2 separate regions of the Gossypium hirsutum genome follow, and region 1 is linked to region 2. Evidence: chromatin contacts called from public Hi-C data. All regions are on one chromosome and are shown on one strand. Each heading gives the region's core, a stretch centred on a gene start, on an enhancer-like site or on the middle of the called end of the contact. The rest is flanking DNA. Distances are from core to core; before and after follow the strand shown.

Evidence for each region. Hi-C and Micro-C count contacts between places; a contact is called where the count stands out from the background.
Region 1: a contact with region 2 is called in a Hi-C map of leaf, with 2.4 times the contacts expected there. The contact joins the promoter of LOC107920922 here to the promoter of LOC107918136 in region 2. A contact is called at or near these places in 19 of 34 Hi-C or Micro-C datasets (anther, callus, cotyledon and 5 more).

Annotation. Positions count from the first base shown.
Region 1 is chrA01:40,752,683-40,757,202 of Gossypium_hirsutum_v2.1, forward strand. It overlaps LOC107920922 (MADS-box protein AGL24-like), which reads right to left and starts at 3,131. Exons shown (of 7, transcript NM_001327183.1): 1 at 2,950-3,131. The coding sequence starts at 3,131.
Region 2 is chrA01:40,908,989-40,913,133 of Gossypium_hirsutum_v2.1, forward strand. It overlaps LOC107918136 (probable galactinol--sucrose galactosyltransferase 2), which reads left to right and starts at 2,247. Exons shown (of 14, transcript XM_016847667.2): 1 at 2,247-2,477.

The DNA of each region.
Region 1 (4,520 bases), core at 1,881-4,380, 160 kb before region 2:
ACTACTAAAATATAAAAAAAATATCTCTTATTCTAATAAACTACAAAAAGATAAAATATAATATTCTTAAAATAAGAATAAAATTTATCTACCTAAATAAAATTTATCTACCTAAATAAATTTAAAATATATATATTTCAACACAATTTCTGTTATTTTGGTTCGGTGCTTTAATTTTTGGGTGCTTTTTCTTCGGAAATTTTGGAGCTTTGGTGATGAGATTTTATAGCTCATTGTCTCACTAGCACTATGCTAGCTTTGTAACCTTTTTGGTTCTTAAAAAATTTATTGGCTTAGCAAAAAAATAAATATGAAATAAACAACGGGCCAAAAAAAAAATTAAAACAAGGAACGGTTTAAAATTATTTCTTCAGCAAAACTTCCTGTGAGGAATTCACCAGAAATGAAAAGAGTTTAAGGTAAAAGATGCCTGCTATTACTACTGCGAGCGGTAACATTGAACTCCAATTGGCAATCAGAGTCCAAAGCATACAGGAAATCCATAGATGCTTGCGGCAAAGCCTAAACATTTACTGCTACTATCGATGAGCCAACTAGCTTCTTCTTCTTTTCTCAATAAATAAGGGATTTTTTTTAATACAAGGAACCAGAAAGTTTCCCCAAAATCAAAGTTCTTTCCTTTATATGACATGATAATATATGACCAAAAGGAGCGAGCAACAACAGGGTCCATGAGCATGAAGCAGCACAAATACATGAAAAGATCTAGCAGAGAGTAAAAGTAAGCTACTGAGGAGTTAGATTGTATTTTGCACCTTTTATTTAAAAAATAATAAATTAATTTTTATATGTTAAATTAAAAAATTAATTAATCTTTAATATTAAAAATCTTAACCATTTCTACCATTAGATACTGACATGACGAATAAAATAACCAAACAATTATATATGAATTAATTTACTTTTTTAATAAAATAAATAAATTATAATCTAACTTCTAATATAAAGTTCTTCAGTCTTTTTATTTGTAACAGGTGTGTAAAAATACAAAACAAAACATAATTGAACCGCAACAGAAGTGAATACAAAACACAGCAGAACAAACAAGAAAGCAACTAGCTATTTAGTAATAGAAAAAATTAGTTCATATTGGATCTCAAACATGAATCCATTTTGTACATTTAACATTCAAACTCGAATGTTAAAAGAATGATTCCGGCATGTATTTATGCTCGAATGTTACGTTCAATTTCTATTTAAGTTTTTCCATTTTGAGATTTTCAAAAATTAAACTCTTTACTTTAAAACTGAAATAAAAGAAAAAGCAATAAACTATTATGCACCTATTTATAGGAAAGGGAAAGAGTTTTTTGTTTATTTTGAAGATATTTTATTTTTTATAAGAGTTATTATTAATTTTTTTTAATTTTAAATTTAAATTTGTACTAATTATTGTTTTTAAATTTAACTATTGTAATATATGTAATAAATACTTTTTTACTTATCTTATTATAATATACTAATAACCAAAAGAAGCATTAGTATATAATATTCACTTAAAAGGAACAGAGATAGATAACTAAATACTCTTTAATTAATATTCTAAACCCATAAATTCAAAAATGAAGTTTTCAATATTCAAAAAATAAATTGAGTACTCAAATATGCAATATTAACAAACAAGTGTATTTTCTTTTCGGCCAAGTCAAATAATTTATTGAAAACCAAAAGATTTCAGTACTAGCTACAACCTATTAAAGCAAAACATAGCATTTTGCAAGCTCTAATATCAACATTATCTAAAAGAAAAGTCTCAACTAAAACCCATTCCAGCCCCACTAAAAATACACAAGAAGGGCAACCAAAAATTAGCATTTTCAAGATTTGTCCCCTGAACTGATATCATTAGACTTTTACGAACTCAACCTTTTTTAGACATTAACCGGATAAATGGGTTCTTATTTGTAGAATTTATTCGCAATATAAGCTTTAAACATTGTCAACTAACTTTTAGTCTTAGTTAAGGTCTAAAGTTTAAGCTTGGACACTTAAGTTCCTCCCCGATTTAATATATAATTTCGCGATAGAACTGGATTTTGGAAAATATATAGAATATTCTGTAAGTAATGCAAGAAACTAGACCTAATGCAAAAACTTGTATGCTTGCTTACCAATATATGCTCTTTGCATAACATTGATTAGAAACAGTTTGGAAAATGAGTCGGGATACATTGAAATCAAAGGTAAGATCTGATAACATATGAGGATTAATATATTGTAAAACATCCAACGCAACTAACTTTGGGAGATTAAACCTCACCCCCATATTTTAATATATATTGAAACGAATATTTAATAAAAAAATAAACATAAAAATCCAAACAAAATATAAATATAATATAATAATAAGAAGTTTGTGGGTAAATTTAAAATGGATATAATCTTTAGCTAAATGTGCCGGTAAAGATTCTCAACATATACCATGGAAAAACAAAGATCTCATACCCCAATAAATCAGTAACCGAAGGGCATAGGAAGATCAAATGCAGAATGCCCAAATTTATCCAACACTTATGAACTAAAACCAATCGATTAATGAATAAAGCCAGGAAAAATTAAATCAAAAAGACATCGAGAATTTTTTTAATTATAAAAAGAAATATTGGTATCTTTTTAGAGAGAGAGTGTGTGTGGCTATTTTATGCAAAAGATATCAGTATAGTAGTATAGCCTCCACGATCTATGGAATCTGAACAAAAACAAATATCATGTTACCAGGTTTGTTTAAGACTTAGCTTTTTTTTTTATTCTTTTTCATTAAAGGCTTAATTTTTGTTTTGGAAGATCTGTCACAGGATCTAAACCGGACATGGCAACGGAAGCTTACTACAAGTTCCCTTTGCTCTCTCTCCATCTATAACTATGATATAAGTAGACAGAAAGTAAAAGAAGAGAAAGAGTATTATTGGAAGTTGATGGAAAATATACCTGGAGGTAGCAAACTCAAAGAGCTTTCCAGTAGCTGAGAAAATAATGAGAGCAAACTCAGCGTCACAAAGAACTGAAAGCTCTTCAGCTTTCTTGAAAAGCCCTCGCCTTCTTTTAGAGAAAGTCACTTGCCTAGCCGTCAAGTTGTCTATCTTCTTGATCTTGATCTTCTCCCTCGCCATTTCTACCTTAAAAATAACAATATAAAAAAACTCCTCTCAGAGGAAAAAAAAATAGTAACAATAATACATAAAATGACTTAAAAACAAGAGGGAAAAAGTGAGTTTTCTTGACTTTTTGTGCCAAGTTCATTTGAGGAAATTTTAAGCTGAAGCCCTAGCGAAAGACCCCATGTTTCAGATCCAGGTTTCTAAAAGAAGAAAGAAACTGACAGAACTAAAAACTCAGACATAAAAGGAGTCGGATTGGTGGGTTTACTTTCATTAAATTTACCTTATTGAGATATATTTGTTCAGGAGCTGGAGTTAGGTCTGGTGACAGGAATCAAAAGCCTCCCAAATACAGAGGTTTAAACTGAAAAACCATAAAAGAGAGAGAAAAAAGAAAGGCAAAAGCCCTTCGGTTTGGGACTGTTACCTGACTCAAGAAAGGAAAGGTCTCCTCTTCAGACCTTGCTTTTTAGAACTACATATAAAGAGAAGCTTTCTATATTTTATCTTCAGTCTTCGGACATTTTGTTTTTGGAAATTAAGTCTCACTCCGTTTTATTTTCCTTTTTGTATGCAGAGAAAGGAATAGCCAAAATCAGCTCTGATCACCAATAATAGCAGATTTGATCAAACCAAACAAAGTGACTACATTTAACTCCTTTTCTTTATTCTATTTCACTTTTTTTTCTAATAAAATAATCCTTATTTTGGGGATTTTTTTGTGGACGAGGGCTTTCCGTACAATGGAGACTGTCATTGGCCAAAAACCCAAGATATTAACCCCACTTTTACTTTGGCTTCCCCTCTACGGCCACATCATCGCGTCACTTCCATCAATCAACCGACCGCGATAGCTCCAGAATTCCTTTCTTTCTTTATCACTTCCTACTTTCCAATTATGATTTTTCTCTTATATTTGTATATCACCCCCTACCTCCCTTTCTGGGTAATTTAGTGAAAAACGCCATTTCTAAAATTATTTATAAAAATAGATTAATTTTTTAATTATTTATTAGAAATGTTAAAATTTTTTAAAAGGACGTCTACGTTAGCACAAAGTCAAGAGATATGTCAGCAAAACGTATTCTTAAGAAAGCGTTTTGTCCACGTCAGCACAAAGTACTTCCTTGAAGGCGCGTTTTATGCTGACGTAGATAAAATACTCCCCTAAGAACGCGTTTTGCCCTGTTCCAATGGTCACTTAACTGTTTGACCTCCAACGATCAAAAAAATATATATAAAAGGTCCCCTTTCATTTTTTCACCCAAAAGTCCTCTCATAATTTTTTCTAAATTTTCTCCAAATTCTCTCAAATTTTTATCATATTTTTTCAAAACTCTATTTAATTTTTGCAAAAAAGCTCTATTTAAAATTTTTTTAATTAATTTTTTTAATTAAAAA
Region 2 (4,145 bases), core at 997-3,496:
ATCTCAATTTCCGTCATTTATTTAATTTTGCAATTTCAATTTAATTTAAATACTATTTTTATTTTTCCAAATCGAAATTCTTAATTCTATTTTTTTAATTTTTTCAGGAACGCAAGTTTCTTGGCCAAGAAATTGTCTAAGATTTCAAGAAACGAGCATTCGTACAATCCGGTCCCTGAGGATTCGACCTTACTTCCCATTTACTGTTATTTTTATTATTTTACAGGGAATAGGATATTTTTGGTGCTCTCAACGACCGCATCAACAGTCTTCCTTAGTTGTAAATTTTTGGCCTACAAACAACTCCTCACATTCAAGATTTATGGCCAATCGGCAGGCAGGTAATATATCGGGGTACTCCGAAAACTTAAATGTATACGCCACATTAGGATTTACGGTCGACATGTGGGCCCTAGGATCATTGTGCATGACAATGCCTCAACTTGGGTTCCTGGTTGAAGAAGCGTAAATAGTTCTATCATCATTCATGCCTTCACCGTCGATATCATCCGGGACCTCGTCTAAATCGGGATCACTATAATCTTCAGCCTCTTAATCAGAAGGACTATTATTATCACGTCCATCTTCACCATTTGCATCGGTCTCAATTACTGGCGAATGTATTTGTAAACGGAGACCTGGGTTAAGGTTCTCAAACACATATGGAGAATTAATATTGATGTCAAACATGCATATAGTCGTTCGCCTATCAACGGACGTTCTCGGAACCTCCATACACGGATCTTTAAACTTCATGTTCTTCACTTAATGAAGTGAAATCTTCACTTGGCTCTACATCAGCTAACTTAGCAAACAACTGAACCAATTCAGTGTGGCCACTCTGATTCTGGTAATAAAGTGCGACTATTGTCTCTATGTCTTCATTGTCTATAAATCCCATCAGTCTACAAATTCCATCTCGGTGAATTTGATGGGATTTGTCGAAACTGGGACTTTGTAGAATAGTTTCGAGATTCTCTTCCCACAATGTTTAATAATTTTTGAACTGATCCTTTCTTTCATATTATCAATCGACACATTTTTATTAAATCTCATAGCTATTTGTTGGTGAAATTCAAATATAAAACCAAATGTTGTTAAAATTACTCTATCGAAATAAACGCAAATTGATTATCCATCTTCAATATAAATATGTAAAAATATTTAAACATAATTAAATTTCTCAATATTTTTTTCAAAAACAAAACAAGATTCTACTATAAAAAATATAATAACAAAAATTAATCACTGTACAAACCTTACAAATCTTTCTGACTTCTCTTCTTTGTTTTCTCCTCTTCTACAAAAAAAATTTCCTTGTCTTTCTTCTTATTTGTTAGCTGCTACAACCATTCAACCAAACACAAAAAACACTAAAACAATTCAACAAATCAAAACACAAAAATTTTTACAACGCTTCATACAAATTACTATAACCGTTCAACTCAAATATATAAGGGTTTCGTGCCGCTTGACAACCTTCCTCCCCCAACTGGTGCCGGCTGTCACATGCCCTCCAAGCTTGGTGCCGCCAGTTTAGTACCCTTCACCCCTTTTTACCCGTATTTTGTTCAATAGTTTTTTCTGTATACTAATGTTGCCGTAGAACGTCTCTTCACAATTAAAAAATTATTTTTTAAAACATATCATGAGCTAAAGATGAATGTATTATAATTGAGCAGAAAAAAAGGGCGATGCTGCCACCCCTTTCAGTCCACCTCTTAGCATTGTTAATTTCACCCATTTTGGTAAATAATGTCACTGAGATATTATTTTAGTATTTAATTAGTTTTTAGTATTATCAAGGTAACCATTACTAGCATTAAATAAATAAATTATCCTTTGAATGATTGAATTGCTTAGTAAATTGAAAAAAAAATAGAAATAAATTAAAATATTAACAAAAACAAGTAACATACGGATCCACAAATATTCAGATTCATGTTTTAATAGAAATTACAAGCCCCTTTCATTTCCACCGCTGTTTAAATTTACAATTCAGAGATGCCTTCTGTCACTCAGTCACGGATTGCTCAGCAACAGTAAGCAATAAACCCTAACCCAAAATATCTAATATGTTTATTATTATTTTATTCATTAAAAAAAATTGTAGAACAAAAACAAAACGTTTCTAAAAGAATAGCAATAATAGAATATAAAATTCCACGTGGCAGTACACCAATGATCCCGTAATAGAAGTTGCTCGATATTTAACCCCCAGAAATTGTGGCTATAAAAACCCAGCTTCTTCACCCTCATTACTCGCATCCGTTGTCTGAAAGAGGAAAACAAAGCCATTTTTAGTGGTTTCGCTCTCTCTCCCTCTCTCTAGAGAAGAGGCATTCCCTTTGTCGGAGTGCGCTTCTGCTGAGTGTTTCTTTCGTTTTCTTTTGTTTTAAGTTTTGGAGTCAAGAGTGTTTCAAGCTTCTTAGTCCTATTGGCTGCTTAACGACCTAAGCTAGCCCCGCCGGATATAGGTGAGTTCATTTTGGGGTTCTCAGCCGTCAACTGTGAAATTAAATAGTGGTTTATGGTGGATTCTCTTTTTAGAGTAACATTTGTTTCCCTTTTGGATGACTTGTTGTTGGTTCCCTGGTGATGATGAAATGGGACGTGATTTGGATTTGGATTTTGGAGTTTCTATGATCTAAAATCTTTTGGAACTTTTTGTTTGTTAAATTTGAAAGTTTTATGGATTTGTTATTTAAATTGTATTTTACTTTATTTCATTTTTTTTAAGTCCTGTTTTTCCTCTCTGCGATTTGTTTCTGGTTTCGTGGTGATCATGATCATGAAATGAGACGTGCTTTGGAGTTTTTATGATCTGATTTTTTTTTAAATTTCCTGTTTGTTAATTCTGAGATTTTGATCGATTTATAAAGCTTCTGCTTTCCATGACTATGGATTATGGTATGGAGTAGATCTGCGCTTGACGAAGAACGTAATTATAACAATAAAATCTTATTTACGTAAGAGTTAAGATCACGACGATAAATCCCTCGAATTACATGGTTATGAATTATGATTTTGCTCTTACGGTGACAGATAATTTTTTTTAATAAATATCTGTTTAATTGAAAATTCATCGTCGTTTAAAATTTTGCCAACTTTTTATAATCCTCTGTTTAACTAAAAGAAGTTCGTGTTTTCTTTTTCACGTTTTTTCTTCTGCTGTATTAATCGTGAAGGTCTTTTAGATTATTGGACCTGCTTTTCTCGTGTATCCGTCCAAACTTGCTCTAACTCTAAGCATACACTTTTTCTTTTCTTTTCTTTTTTTCTTAGAAAAAAAAAATTTCTGAAAGTGAAAAATTAAGAATTTATTTATTTTTCTAATAAAAAGAGGAGCTTTGTTTATAGTCTGAACAGATCATTGTGGTCCGCCGGCGGCCTTCTCTTTTTCATATTTATTTTTTTCCGTTGATGATCTTCAAGTAAACCATCTGAAAGTTACTTGATTATAAAAGATAGTTCGTATATTCCTTCAAAAAAAAAAAAAACCAAAAAGTAGCTTACAATCCCAATTTAGCGACGAACTGTAGCTTAAATCACGGTAAATAAATAAATTTGAACAGTTGCTCTCTTTTTTCATTCATACCTTGACCATTCCAGATTTTTCTTCATGGACATAATATTTTATCCCAATAAACAAAAAAAAAAAACAGAGCTGGTTTTCTGTCTCGATAAATTAAAAATGCTTTTTAATATTTTACACAATTTTTTCTTTTTCAGAAATTTTTTTTCGTTCTTTATAAGTTTTGGGTGGGTTCAAAATTCCATGATTGTTCAGCGGATAGGTGAGAAAATGTTAAGCACAACATCAGTGAAGCAATTGGGGTGGTTTCTTCCTTCTGGAAAATCTCATGGCACTGGAAATGTTCCTTACAAAAGCCTAAACTTTCCAAGATATTTTAAACCCATTGGTCAAAATTTTAGACTCTACCCCTTACCCATTTTTATTTTGCTATATTCGTCTTCTGCAAATAGGTGGTCTTTAAATTTTTGTTTTTGTTATCTAGTATAATTCTTAATTGTTTTTATCGAAACTCTGTTTCTGAATTTAATGTAAACATCTTTTAACTTTTTGCCTTTTTTTTTTGTTCTTATATATATATATATATATCTGTTCCGTGAGTTGTCATTGA